2 separate regions of the Sus scrofa genome follow, and region 2 is linked to region 1. Evidence: chromatin contacts called from public Hi-C data. All regions are on one chromosome and are shown on one strand. The core of a region is the stretch at or near the end of the contact, and the rest is flanking DNA. Distances in the headings are between cores, read along the strand shown. Region 1 overlaps MYH10 (myosin-10). Region 2 has its middle 12 kb from the start of CCDC42.

What was found. A called contact is a pair of places that touch in the nucleus more often than the background predicts.
Region 2: a contact with region 1 is called in a Hi-C map of embryonic fibroblasts, with 2.0 times the contacts expected there. The contact joins two enhancer-like sites. A contact is called at or near these places in 1 of 5 promoter capture datasets (liver), 18 of 47 Hi-C or Micro-C datasets (embryonic fibroblasts, epiblast stem cells, fetal heart ventricle and 10 more) and 1 of 2 datasets of contacts at active chromatin or transcription factors (skeletal muscle).

What each region holds. Positions count from the first base shown.
Region 1 is chr12:53,754,315-53,761,555 of Sscrofa11.1, reverse strand. It overlaps MYH10 (myosin-10), which reads left to right. Exons shown (of 44, transcript XM_021067863.1): 3 at 2,093-2,249. Among named protein-coding and RNA genes, the nearest start is that of MYH10, 24 kb to the left of the region's middle. Within about 2 kb of position 4,060, at least 5 of the 83 cell types and tissues checked have an H3K27ac peak or open chromatin away from gene starts, as enhancers often do. A contact at or near this core is called in embryonic fibroblasts, where this site is marked.
Region 2 is chr12:53,891,900-53,899,140 of Sscrofa11.1, reverse strand. No RefSeq gene overlaps it. Among named protein-coding and RNA genes, the nearest start is that of CCDC42, 12 kb to the right of the region's middle. Within about 2 kb of position 2,815, at least 4 of the 83 cell types and tissues checked have an H3K27ac peak or open chromatin away from gene starts, as enhancers often do. A contact at or near this core is called in embryonic fibroblasts, where this site is marked.

The sequences.
Region 1 (7,241 bases), core at 2,811-5,310:
TGACTTAAGGAAGACAAAAGCGACCCAGCACTGGTTCAGCGATCAGTTATGCAGGAGCCCAACATTTGAGCTCATTTTCGAGGTAGTTAGAAGTTTAGTTCTTTAAGCACTCGGGTTTTGTGTTTTCCACTTAAACCTCTATTACTGCTCCTCTTTGGCAAGCATAGAATAGCGATGGTTATTCAACCTTGTTTTTTGATGACTTACTCATATTTGTGAGACTTACTCATCTTTGTAACCCTAGTCCTCAGAAAAGTACCCAACACATGGTGGAGACACATGTTCAGATGACATCTGATCACAAATGTCCTGGTGATGATGTGACCGTGCTGGACGTGCTTCGGGATGTTACACTGAATTTGCGTATTTTAACTCGGAGGTTTTAGGTTTCCTTTCCTTTCTTTTTCTTTTCGCCAATCTGTGTTTGTCTCTTACAGAAGGACATGAGGTGCAGAATTTGCAGCCTCACAATCTGCAGCCTTAGGTCATTTTTGAAGAAAAAAGTGGAGGTTGTGTATATGACAGTTCAGTTGAGATGTATAGTTACGATTTGGCAGATTTCCTATGTATAAATTCAACTCAATAAAAAAATGATAATGTTGAGATTGCCTCTCCTGAGTTTTCTCACCCTTAGTAACGTCTCTGGTTTTAGTGTCTCTCGTTGCCGTCTTGTCCTGTGGGTGGCAGAGAGAGGCTGGGCTGGCTAGACAAGGGACTGGGTTGGTAGAAGGTGCCAGGCCGCTGGGGTGGGAGGCCCGAGAGCCAGCCCCGCTCCGGGAGGTGTGATGCTCAATGGCAGGAAAGCCACGGCTGCAGCCCCGGTGCTCAGCGAGGGAGGGGCAGCTGATTGCTGTGGCCTCGGCCAAACAGGGCCGGCGTCCATGTGGCCAGGGCGGAAGTCAGGCAAAGGCCCAAATCAGTGAGCTCAGGGCAGAGTCCTTGCTTTGCCTTTGTCTCCTTCCCAGCCCTAATCTAGGTAGGAAGTGCATCCCACGCCTGAGCCTCCTCTGGGAGGGAAGCAAAGATAAAAGGGAACAGCCAGAGAAGTGCTTCTGATGACTTACACTCTGACTGACGTAAACTTTTGGGGGGCTGCCTTTCCCCTCTCAGCATCAACTGCGGTGTTCAGAATAGAATGGTCTCGAGAGTGCCTCCTGGTGGCCGCTGCCAAGGCCGCAGCTTTTCCGAACACAGCTGTTGCCTGTGGACCAGGGCATCTGGCAGCCATCCTGACCACTCTTGTTTTTCCTTAATTCCCAGACTCAGTTCTCAGAAATCGTTCTGTGTGAATTCAAAAACCTCCAGAGGCAACGTGCTCATAGTATTGATTCCAAGCACTGATTAGCCTCCTCACCAGGAAAGTTCGTATCTTCCAGACGAGCGGCTCTTAAAAAACGATGGAGGGCCCCCGAAAGAGCTTTTGTTTATGTGGGTTCTCTTGCATGAGGTTGACTGCGTTCAGAAGTGGAAATAAAATGGTAAAATATTTGTCAGTTCTTTAAAAAATACACCTACAACAGGTTGACGTAAATTATGTTAGGAAAAAAGCTGCATGTTCCAAAGCAAAAAAATTTACAAGCGTAAAAACGATCGAACCGTAGGGAAAAAAATCGCTTTAATAATAACCTTTTCAGATGATTGTGGTCATTTTTCTTTGCTACGTACGGTACCCAGACTTGAACAGTGGTATTTTCTGAAAGATGAGTTGCGATCTGGAGTCTGAAACTGCATTAATGGACTTCTCATACCTTGTACACTCGTGAGAGAATGAGTGCGAAGAGGCAAATGGCATTTTGTTTGAACGACGACCTCGTGAAGCCATGAGGCATGTGTTACTGTTTCCATTTGACAGATGAGGGAATTGACTCTAGCAGAGTACTACTTAATAAGCTATCCGTGGAAGAACGACTTGTGGTTTGGAATTGCCCATTATGGGCTAGATTTAATTTTAGAGATAGATTAATTGCGCAAATGATCAAGTTCCCCTGTTCAAATTACGGTGTGGTTTGTCTCTTGATTGGACCCTGTTCTGCTGTGTGTCGTTTGATTTTGTTTGTTTTTTAACCCTGTACTGTGTTTTTATCTCTTCTAGACTTATTCTGGACTCTTCTGTGTAGTCATAAATCCTTACAAGAATCTCCCAATTTACTCTGAGAATATTATTGAAATGTACAGAGGGAAGAAACGCCACGAGATGCCTCCCCACATCTATGCTATATCCGAATCTGCTTACAGATGCATGCTGCAAGGTAACTGCAAATGTCAGAATACTAAATACTCAGACTTTCTTAAATGTAATTTTTTTTTTTTAAATGTCTCAATGTCTTTTCTGCAGAGGGCTTTAAGTTTTGGGTTTTTTTTTTTAAGATTAAAAAGTAATAGATGTTTATTATGGAAGAATTATGAATTCTTTAGACTGGACAATGTAGCCATTTTCTGTAGACAGCTGGTAAGTATGTTTATTGCTTCATAAATACTTCATGTTAATTTTTACGTTAAAAAGCATCTAGTTTTCTGCTGTATAGCACTGAGAACTATGGTCACTTGTGATGAAGCATGACGATGTGAGAAAAAAGAATGTATACATGTATGTGTAACTGGGTCACCTTGCTGTGCAGCAGAAAATTGACAGCAGCACTGCAAATCTGCTATAATGAAAAAAATAAAAATCATTATTTAAAAAAGAAGGAAAAAAAATAAAATTAATCATAAAAAAAGCATCTAGTTTTGGGAGCTCCCACTGCAGCACAACGGGATTGGCAGTGTCTTGGGAGCACTCAGATGAGGTTCGATCCCTGGCCCCGGCACAGTGGGTTAAGGATCTGGCATTGTCACTGCAGTGGCCTGGGTTGCTGCTGTGGTGTGGGTTTGATCCCTGGCCCAGAACTTCCACATGCTGTGGGCAGGGCCAAAAAAAGAAAAAAGCATCCAGTTTTTATATAATTTGGTCTCCACCACAAGCCAGTATAATCAAAGCTCTGTCAAATTAGTTTTAAAACCAACAAGAAGGGCCAATAGGAAGAATAATAGACAAGGTGGATGCATCACTGGGGAGAAAAAGATCATAAAATATTTTTAATTGAAATACATGAAAAAGGACGTAAGTTGAACAGCGTGTGTCAGCTGGTTGGTTGCAATTGTTTCCTCTTGGATTTAGAATGAAATATATGTTTGAAGAGTCAATCATTTGCGCTGTGGCTTCAGATACAACGGTTTATGGAGGAGTTTTTTTTGAAAAGTAGAACGTAGCATTTAATATTATTGCTCAACAAGACTGCATTTAAACATGGGACTTCCTAGCACTAAGAGAAATCTATAATAACTGCCTCTCTTTTTTAAAAAACATAAATTCTATAGGATATAATAAAATCTATGATGTTCTTATGAAACGGTTCCACGATCTTCAGAAAACAGTATGTTGGAGTTCCCTGGTGGCTCAGTGGGATAAGGATCCAGCCTTGTCACTGCTGTGGCGCAGGTTCAAACCTAGCCTGGGAACTTCTGATTGTCGAGGGCGAGGCCAAAAAGAGAAAGAAAATGCGATGCTGCGTCTACTTACCATCAGTCCCAGGTCATGGAGAGGCTGCCTGGGCGCTGAGTCTGAAGGGTCGTGTGAGGGAGCTAGTAAGAATAATACCCATTTCCTCCTCAGGTATATCTGGATGCTTATTACATAGCAGGTCCTTAGAGGCAAACAGGAAGTGCTTCAGGGCGAGACTCGTGGCTTCGATCACTAAGGAGAGGCTTGCAATCCAAAATGAACTTAGGCTTCAAAAAAAAAAAAAAAAGATTCAATGAGTAACCCTTTCTTAAGTTCAGAGCCAAAGAATGTTAAGAAATGGCCACAACTGTGATAAATTGCCATTAGCTAATGGAGAAAGAAGAATCATCAGCCTTTTTTTTTTTTTTTGTGGCTGATTCTGTGTCTCTGTTGAGAAGATGGATCTTTATATGCAGAAAAGCACTTGTATGAATGGGTAAACTTTGCCTTATATGGGAGAAGAAATTGGCAAACGTACACTCCTGCTCTAATTGAATCCACATTTCCTCGTCTAAATAGACGCGGTCTCGCAATTGAGATGACTTGGCCCCCTGGTGTTTGAAGGACTGTGTGGAAGAGGAGTCTCCATGGGCTCACGTACATAATTCCAATGTTTTTAAAGGGGAAGAAGCTCTACACTATTGAGCTTAATATACCTGCCAGGAAAGATTTGAGAATCTGTTGTTAACCGTCTCGGAAAGGCATGAAAATATTCCTCCCGTTACTTGAGGCTGTGCTGTCAACTTACTGGAGAATTAGGACTTCTCTGGGGTATCCCTGTGTTGTGGGTGCAGAGTTGTTCTTGGGGTGCTGATTAATGACGGGGACTGGCTGGGTGTCAGGGTGTGCGCCGAACGTTGTCTGCCCTTACCAACATCTAATCCGTGTCCTTGAAGATGCAGGATGCAGGAGTTCCCGTCGTGGTGCAGTGGTTAACGAATCCCTGACCAGGAACCATGAGGTTGTGGGTTCGATCCCTGGCCTGGCTCAGTGGGTTAAGGATCCGACATTGCCGTGCACTATGGTGTAGGTTGCAGATGCAGCTCGGATCCCGAGTTGCTGTGGCTCTGGCGTAGGCTGACGGCTACAGCTTCAATTCAACCCCTAGCCTGGGACCCTCCATATGCCATGGGAAGTGGCCCTAGAAAAGGCAAAAAGACAAAAAACAAAACAAAACAAAAAAGATGTAGGATGCATGCGCATAAAATTTATAGGTGACATGACACTAAGAGGAAAAGAAATACATTTAATGGAAAGAAGCAGAATTCTCAGAGGCTCTTCAGGAGTTCTCATTGTGGCTCAGTGGGCTAAAAACCCAACGAGTATCCATGAGGGTGCAGGTTCGATCCCTGGCCTTGCTCAGCAGATTAAGGATCCAGCATTGCCGCAAGGTGCGGCATAGGCTGCAGGTGCAGCATAGGCTGCAGATGCGGCTCAGATCTGGCTGGCGTGGCTGTGGTGGAGGCTGGCAGCTGCAGCTCCAATTCGACCCCTTGCCAGGGAACTTCCATATGCTGCAGGTGTGGTCCTAAAAAGAAAAAAAAGAAAAAAGAAAAGCTCTGGACAGGTTGAATGGTGGATTAAAACTAACAGAATAGTTAACGGGGGTAAATGTTAAACCCCCCATTACTGGGTTCCCAAGCCAAGTCTCTGAGTACAGAATGAGGAAGATGGGGCTTGCCAGCATGTGGTATTGTTAATACTATCGTTAGTGCTAGCGTGACCCTTTATTGACTGTCAGAGTGTGCCAGGCACTGGGCTCAGTGCTTGAATGTGTATTGTTTAAGCCACAACAGCCATCCTGTAAGGTAAACGGAATTACTATCCCAATTTTTTTTTCTGTGTGCATTTATTTAAGAAACAAAACCCATCAGTCCCTAAAGAGACGCAGTGCTCCCCACCCCCAGTATTCCCTCTGTCCTCAGCTTTGCACTATCCTAGTTTTGCTGAGGCCCAAATGGTGACCAAGAAAATGATAGCAAGAGGTATGAATGAGGATGCAAAACCAAGGCCACGTGACACATTCTTATTCACAGTAGTAAACTTGCATGTGAAAGTTAGAAGAATTAGTCGATAGTTTTGATTATGTGATAATTAAAAACAGACAATAAAAACAAAACAAAACCCCCACCCCCTCCCACTCTACCAAATTCCATCGCATTTCCTTGTGTAAGAAGGGGGCCACCGGCCGCCGCAGGACACAGGACACAGCACAGTCGGGTGGGACGTCTCCTTGGGCAGGCGGACAGCAAGCAGCTCGTGCACCTGCTCGTGACGCGCACACCAGCTCCCGGGGCTCACCCGGCTAGGGTTTCACTTACAGATGTGAGCAGTAGCTGTACGTCAGTGGGCTACAAAGAGGGTCCATCGCATGAGAGGGGCCCGTGTGGAGGACCCCGAGCACATGGCCCCCCTGAACAGACTTTTTTTTTTTAATCAAAAACAGAAGAGAGCTTAATGTTTTCCCTGAACTTTAGCTTGCAGGGGGTAGTGCATCAGTAAGACGCAGAGTGTGCCTGGCACATAGTCGTTGCCTAGGAAATACTCCTCGACCGCATGAACAGAGGTAGAATTCTTGGACATAAACTTGCTTTCACGAATCACAAACCCCGCAGAGCATGGAATGGCAGAAGTGGTATTATTGGAAACTAAGGCGGGAATCGAGCACTAACTCAAGGCATTCTTCCAGAATGCACCGCCAAAAGAAACGGATGCGAATTATGACAGAAAGAGGAGCAGACGTGGAGTACATACATCTAGACTTGTAGGAGCCATGAAAGAAGTGAATTTTTTTTTTTTTTTTTTTACTTTTTTGACTGCCCCACAGCATATGGAGTTCCCTGGCCAGGGGTCAGATCAGATCCAAGCTGCAGTTGCGACCTATGCTGTACCTGCAGCGACACTGGATCATTAACCCTCTGTGCTGGGCTGGGGATGGAACCTGCCTCCTGGTGCTGCAGAGATGCCGCCCATCCTGTTGTGCCACAGCACAGCAACGTGGGATCCGAGTCATGTCTGTGACCTACACCACAGCTCACGGCAACGCTGGATCCTCAACCCACTGAGCGAGGCCAGGGCTCGAACCCACATCCTCATGAATCCTAGTCAAGATTCGTTTCCACCAAGCCGCAGCAGGAACTCCAACAAAGGGTATTTTTGACAAAGTTCTGAAGAAAGACGAGTCCTGAGACTGAGTAGGTTCAGTAAGTGCGGGGAAGGAATCCCGAAAGGAGACCCATGGCTGCCCTCCCGCAGGAGGTGTGGGGGGCGCAAAATGAGGTGACCTCAGCGGAGAGGGTGTCCCTGGGCTCAGACTGCTCTCCTGCAGCCCCATGAGTTAGAAATTGAACACAGCCACACGGAGACCCGTGCCTGGTACATGGTCATACCTGGGGACCTAAGACCGCTAAGAGCGCAGGCTCCCCCACCGTGGCCTCCACTCGGGAGCACGGCTGCCAACCCTCTGTTGACCTAGATAAACACAAAGGCAAGTTGCGCGGTAACAGTAGTTGCAGGGGCCACCACGAATGTCTAAGACCCGAGGGCCTTGCGTCTTCCGAGAGTCTGAGAATCCCCGTCTCCTTGTTCGGCCTGCTTTCCTGGTCATGTCTTCATTCCCGTAATGCTCTCTCTTTGTTGGGCCTTTGGAAACTCCCACTGTGGGGTGTGCACACTTGCCTGTGTGTTCAGTTTTCTTTTC
Region 2 (7,241 bases), core at 1,566-4,065, 140 kb before region 1:
AGTTTTTTTTGTTTTATTTTATTTATTGAAGTACAGTTGCTATACAATATTATGTCAGTTACAGGTGGACAATAGAGTGAGTCACAGGTTTTAAAGGTTGTACTCCGGGGTTCCCGTCGCGCTGCTGCAGAATCAAATCCGACTAGGAACCATGAGGTTGCAGGTTCGATCCCTAGCCTTGCTCAGTGGGTTAAGGATCTGGCGTTGCTGTGGCTGTGGTGTAGGCCGGCAGCTGTTGCTCTGATTGGACCCCTAGCCTGGGAACCTCCATACGCCGAGAATGCGGCCCTAAAAAAATAAAAAAATAAATAAAGTTTATACTCCATTTAGAGTTATTATAAAATATTGGCTGGCATCCCCATGTTGTACAATATATACTTCTAGTTTATTTTATATATAATAGTTTGTACCGGAATTCCCGTCGTGGCTCAGTGGTTAACGAATCCGACTAGGAACCATGTGGTTGAGGGTTCGATCCCTGGCCTCCCTCCGTGGGTTAAGGACTCGGTGTTGCTGTGAGCTGTGGTGTGGTCGCAGATGTGGCTCGGATCCTGTGCTGCTGTGGCTGTGGCGTAGGCCAGAGGCTACAGCTCCAATTAGACCCCTAGCCTGGGAACCTCCATATGTCTCGGGAGTGGCCCTAGAAATGGCAAAAAGAAAAAAAGAAAAAAAAAATAGTTTGTACCTCTTAATCCCCTCCCCCTACATTGACCCGCCCACCTTCCCCCATTTTTGCTGTTTGTTGCTTTATATATTTTGAGGGACATGACCGGGCCTGTGTATGTTTATAATTATTTTTCTTGATTTATTATTCCTTATTAATGTTATAATATCTCTATTTGTCCTTTGTTGTTTTTTACCCTAAATTCATTTTTTTTTTCCTTCTGATGTTAAAATTGCTACCATGGAGTTCTTTCATTTTTAATGTGCCAGGATTTTTTAACGTTCGATTTTCCAATTTTGTTTAAATGGTCTCTCACCAAAAAATATATTATTGCAACTTATTTTATAGCCAATCGAAGAGTCACTGATTTGTGGGTCTCAGTCATCTTTTGATTCATTCACGTTGTGTTAGGACTTTCTCATTTTGTGTTTTCTGTTTACTCTGCTTTCTCCTCCTTTCCATCTCGGAATGGTCAAAAGGTCTTTCCTTCAGTTGAAAAGTTTGGATTTTCTACTTTCGATTGGCAAGATCACATTATTCTGTAGAAAATAATGTATCCCAGGAGTTCCCGTCATGGCGCAGTGGTTAACGAATCCGACTAGGAACCATGAGGTTGCAGGTTCGATCCCCAGCCTTGCTCGGTGGGTTAAGGATCCGGTGTTGCTGTGAGCTGTGGTGTAGGTCGCAGACGTAGCTCGGATCCCGAGTTGCTGTGGCTGTGGTGTAGGCCGGCAGCTACAGCTCCGATTAGACTCCTAGCCTGGGAACCTCCATATGCTGCGGGCGCGGCCCTAGAAAAGGCAAAAAGAAAAAAACAAAAACAAAACCAGAAAATAACATATCTCATTTATACTCTTCTCATGCTTAACCCTAACTTTTGACCCTTAATTATGCATATTTCCCACCCCCCCAACCCCCGTCAGCTTTTTTTTTTCTTTCTTTCTTTTTATGGCTGCACCCGTGGCATGTGGGAATTCCCAGGCCCAGGGATTGAATCCAAGCTGCGACCTGTGCCACAGCCATTGCAATGCCACGATCCTTTCACCCACTGCACTGGGCCGACGATCGAACCTGTGCCTCCACATCAACCCGAGACGCTGCAGACAGGTTCTTAACCCATGGTACCGCAGTGGGAACTCCTCCCCCATCAACTCCCTAAGCTTAACAAATCGGTGTGTTTCCTTAAACAGGACAGGTCCCCTAGCATGAGTTCATCACCCTCTGGCTTGTTCTCCTTCCGTCAAGTCTCCCCGTCCCTTCCCCAGCCATGCTTCTAATTTATTCCTGAATTATCTGTCTCATTTATGTATATTCCCACCACGGGAGAAGCACTGCCCATTCAGGCAACATTATCCTTTTCTAGGGTATGTTCTCCTCTTTGCGTATCTCATGGCTTCATCCTGGATTCATCTCCCCATCTTACTGAGGGTCTTCTCTTTTAAAAAGGCTTTCAAGGGAGTTCCCGTCGTGGCGCAGTGGTTAACGAATCCGACTAGGAACCATGAGGTTGCGGGTTTGGTCCCTGCCCTTGCTCAGTGGGTTAAGGATCCGGCGTTGCTGTGGTGTAGGTTGCAGATGCGGCTCGCATCCCGCGTTGCTGTGGCTCTGGCGTAGGCCGGTGGCTACAGCTCCGATTGGACCCCTAGCCTGGGAACCTCCATATGCCACGGGAGCGGCCCAAGAAAGAGCAGCAACAACAACAACAACAAAAGACAAAAAATAAAATAAATAAATAAAAAATAAATAAAAAGGCTTTCAAGGGAGATGAGCTTCTGGAATGGTGAAGTGAGGGTCTCGGTGAGCCACGCTCCCCAAAACCCAACAAAAATACTGGCAACACAACTAAAGTCAACCGTGTTAGAACTCTAGAAATGTACAAAAGCCACTGAACTGAGAGTTATCGACCCGAGAGAAACCATTGAACTTCCACCAGACGGTGGTGTCCGTGGCATTTTAACTTGCCGCTGTCCCCATCCTCTCTCCCTCCCCAGCTTGGTGGCCCAGGAGCCATGAAACGTCAGCAGGCTGAAAGCCCACGGAGACGACTCATTTCCTTTGGGACTCTGTTCCAAGCGCAGTCCTAGAACACAGTCAATCCTTTGCCCAAGTGAGAGGCTCCCTGAAAAAAATCTCAGTTCATAAGGTATTGTAACTATTTGATGTGACTCATAGCTGGGATGAGGGGAGAGGGTTTATCGCCAAGCCATCATCAAAAAACGATAGCAAGCTGCGAATGATATCTTGGCTGCTAAGGTGGTGATTTCGGCTGGAGCAAACACAAGTCTGGCCAACAGCAGTTTTGAAGGAATCCTGGAGAGCTTGAAACCACAAGAAACTTTGAAAAGCTCCACCGTATTCCTGGAGATCTAGAAGGCTATGCATATATGTATTGTGTGTGTGTGTGTGTGTGTGTAGACCTTGGAAAAAGGCCCCAGACACTCACCTCAGATTGACCTTCAGGCTCCGGGTACCCAAGAAGTGAAAGCTGAGTCTGTCTGTAAACTACCCGCAGTTCAAATGTGTGTCTCTACACCCAGACCTGTGTCAAAGGGTAGAAGACATACAAGCAAGGCATTGAGGGAAAGCTTTAGACCGATCACTGACTTACTACTAAATTATACTGAACTTGGAGTGAACCCTAGGAACCCAGACTCTAAAATAAGAACGTAAAAAGAAAAAAAAAAAGCCAGCAGAGAACTCAAGGGCTACACACTGCAAGGAATATAGACTCAATAGAATTCATTCAGAAACATCAGTAACAAATAAGTAACACAAGAAAAACAACAAAAAACCAGCAACAACGACCAAGAAAGAATCTGATTTCAGGTCATTATATATATTATTTTATTATTTTTAATTTATTATTATTTGTCTTTTTAGGGCCACACCCGTGGCATATGGAGGTTCCCAGGCTAGGGGTCACATCAGAGCCACAGCTGCTGGCCTGCGGCACAGCCACAGCAACGCTGGATCCTTAACCCACTCAGCAAGGCCAGGGATGGAACCTGCAACCTCATGGATACTCGTGGGTTCGTTAACCACTGAGCCACAACAGGAACACCAGAATATATTATTTTAAATGTCTCATTTTTGACAAAAAAATGTATAAGATGTGCAAAGAAACAGAAAAGTATGCCACATAATAATAAACAGTCAGCAGACAATATCCCCGAGGGGGCACAAATGTTTAATTTAGTAGACAGAGACTTTAAATCAGCTATTTATTACGAATATGTTTAAAGAACTAAAGGATGCTGTATGTAAAGGGTTAAAGTATGACCACCATGTCTCACCAAATAGGGGCTATGAACAACGACAACGAAAATAGAAATTACAAAAAAAGAATCAAAGAGAAATTCTGGAGTTGAAAAGCATAATCCCTGAAGTGGAAAAAAATCACTAAAAGGGCCTCAAGAGCAAATCTGGGCTGAAGAAGAGAGAATCAGCACCTTGAAGGTAGATGAACAGAAATTACCCAGTCCAAGGAAAAGAATGAATAAGATGAACAGAGGCGAGTTCCCGTCGTGGCGCAGTGGTTAACGAATCCGACTAGGAACCATGAGGTTGCGGGTTCGGTCCCTGCCCTTGCTCAGTGGGTTAACAGTCCAGCGTTGCCGTGAACTGTGGTGTAGGTTGCAGACGTGGCTTGGATCCCGCGTTGCTGTGGCTCTGGCGTAGGCCGGTGGCTACAGCTCCGATTCGACCCCTAGCCTGGGAACCTCCATATGCCGCGGGATCGGCCCAAAGAAATAGCAAAAAGACAAAAAAAGAAAAAAAAAGAAAAAACAGCCCTACAGGATTCCCTTAAGCATACCAACATACACATGACAGGAGTTCCAGAAGGAGACGAGAAATACGAAGAAAATAATATTCTAAAAAATAATGACAAAAACGTCCCAAGTTTGATGAAAAAAATTAGTTTTGTTGTATTCTGTCCAAGTGCGTTTCCCCCCCTACAATCTGGACTTTTTTCAACTTGAGTCTCTTCCAGAAATTCTTGGTCATTTTTTTTTCTTCCAATAGTTCATCCCTCCCCATTGTTTTTTCTTCTTATGAAATTTCCATTATGACTTAGATTTCTATTTTTTGCTTCCATCCTCTGTGTCTTAATTTTATTCTTGATCTCTTTCTGGTGGCTTCCAGGAGAGTTGCTAAAAATGGACTTTCTACCCACTAACTGTTCTTTGTCGATACCCACCTGCTAGTCAATGCAGCCATTAAGTATTTCACTGCGTTTTTACGCCCATTCTATCCTTTGAATTCCTTCGTCATTTTATGCTTCTTCTAGCTTCCTGTTTTCTGTATCTCCACTCCTCTCTCTGAGGATAGTTGTTGGGTCTTATTATTTTTTTTTTTTTTTGCTTTTGTCTTGTTGTTGTTGTTGTTGCTATTTCTTGGCCGCTCCCGCATATGGAGGTTCCAGGCTAGGTCGAATCGGAGCTGTAGCCACCGGCCTATGCCAGAGCCACAGCAACTCGGGATCCGAGCCGCGTCTGCACCTACACCACAGCTCACGGCAACGCCGGATTGTTAACCCTGAGCAAGGCAGGACCAACCTGCAACCTCATGGTTCCTAGTCGATTCGTTAACCACTGCGCCACGACGGGAACTCCATGTTGGGTCTTATTTTAAGAGATTATTCCCTTGAGCCATTGGCTCTGTTTCCTTTTTCCTTTGGTGCAGGTTCTTGGGGCGGCTCCCTTTCTTCTATAATAATTCCCCTCCTTAGACACCTCATTATTTTTCCCTATGAATGCCTGTCCATGGGGCCACCAATGACCTTGGCTGGCCATGTGTTTTTTGGGCAGTCGGGGCCTCTGGTGTTGCTGTCCCAAAGCCACCCCTCCCCTTTTCCTGTCCCAACCAGGCAATCCTCTTGCGGAGTAAATCTTCCAGAATCTCATCCCCAGACGTGGTTCTTTTCCAGGGGCTGCCTTCCTCTTGCAACTTCCTCGTGGAAGAGGGAAGGTTCAGGTGTCTCCGGCCTGGGAGCCCTACACGTGTTCCAATGCTGCCTCCTCCTCATCTTGTGCTCTGGGCTGGCATTAGGTTGGCACTGGGCTAATGCTATTTTTCTTGCCAAATGGTGGAAACAGGGTGTGCAGAGATAGTCCCAGAGGAAATCTGAAGGAGAGAAATGGCCTCGTCTGAGCCCCGCTGTTTTGGTAACTGGCCCTCTTCTGCTGACGACTATTAGAGAGAGAAAGAGGAGTTCCCGTTGTGGCGCAGTGGTTAACGAATCCAACTAGGAACCATGAGGTTGCAGGTTCGATCCCTGGCCTTGCTCAGTGGGTTAAGGATCCAGCGTTGCTGTGAGCTGTGGTGTAGGTCGCAGATGTGGCTTGGATCCTGCATTGCTGTGGCTGCGGTGTAGGCCAGCAGCTGTAGCTCTGATTCAACCCCTAGCCTGGGAACCTCCATATGCCGCAGGTGCGGCCCTAGAAAAGACAAAAAAAAAAAAAAAAAAGGAGAGAGAGAGAGATCCAACCACTTTCTGTCCCCCCAGGATTTTCTTCTTGGGTTTTGTGATCAGTGCAGGTGCCCACCAACCTCCCTCCCATCTCGGCAGCATCACAGGACAGAAGCAAACACCCTCTCCTGGTTTGTAATCCTGTGGGAAACCTGAAAGCAGCCTCATTTGGTGCCTGCTGTTGATGAAGATAAAGTTTACTCTCCACGTCTCCATTCCTTTCTCCTCTGTCCCAGGAGGGTTGGAAGAGAGGGTCCTGAGCTGTCCTCGCTGTAAACAGCTGTGCCCCCACGCGGCACAGGCAGAGGCGGCAGGTAGGAGACACGGAGATATTTTGGGCACACGGTTTCCAAGGAGATGAAGAGACTTCGCGGGGGATGCCCAGCCCGCGGAGAGCCTTATTCACAGAGATGCATGTCGGGTGAGAGGCGGGATGTCAATCAAGTTTCAAGGAAGAAGGAGAAGGGGACTCTTTCAAGGGCAATGTTTTCTCTTCGAAGAAATCAAGTGTCACATTTGAAGACAAGTATGAGTATGGAAATACTGGTGTGAGATGAAAAACAAAGACAAAAACGGTCCGTGCCCAAGGAGTCCTAGGTAAGGAGAATGATGGAACCGATGGAACAATTTGGGTCAGAACACGAGGAGCTTCCTCTTGCTCACTGGGCCTTTCCTAGGTGATGCCCCAGTGAGCGGCAGAAGCTCCCACACACGACCCGAGACCTTCCTGATGGAGAGAGAGCCACACTCAGGAACATCAAGGCCAGAAGGAAAAGGAGGATTTCAGCGGCTGCCTAGCAGGGCTGTTGGTTTGGACCCGGGGGAGCTCTCAGAAACACCAGTGGTGGGAAATGCGGCATCAGAACAGAGCAAGGAGTCATATACCGTGTCAGGGACAAGCCACAGGGCCGGCTGAGGTTTGGGGCCAGGCTCCAAGGCCAGAGTTGGCCCCTGACCAGTCATTGAGAGGAATCCCACCAGGGTTCTGCCTCATTCTTCCCCTGGAGGAGGCCCTTGAAACCGCCTCGGAAGGGGGCTGTCATCCTCAGCCCCAGCACACCGCCAGAATGGAATGACAGACGACCTCCATGCAAAGATCCTGGATTC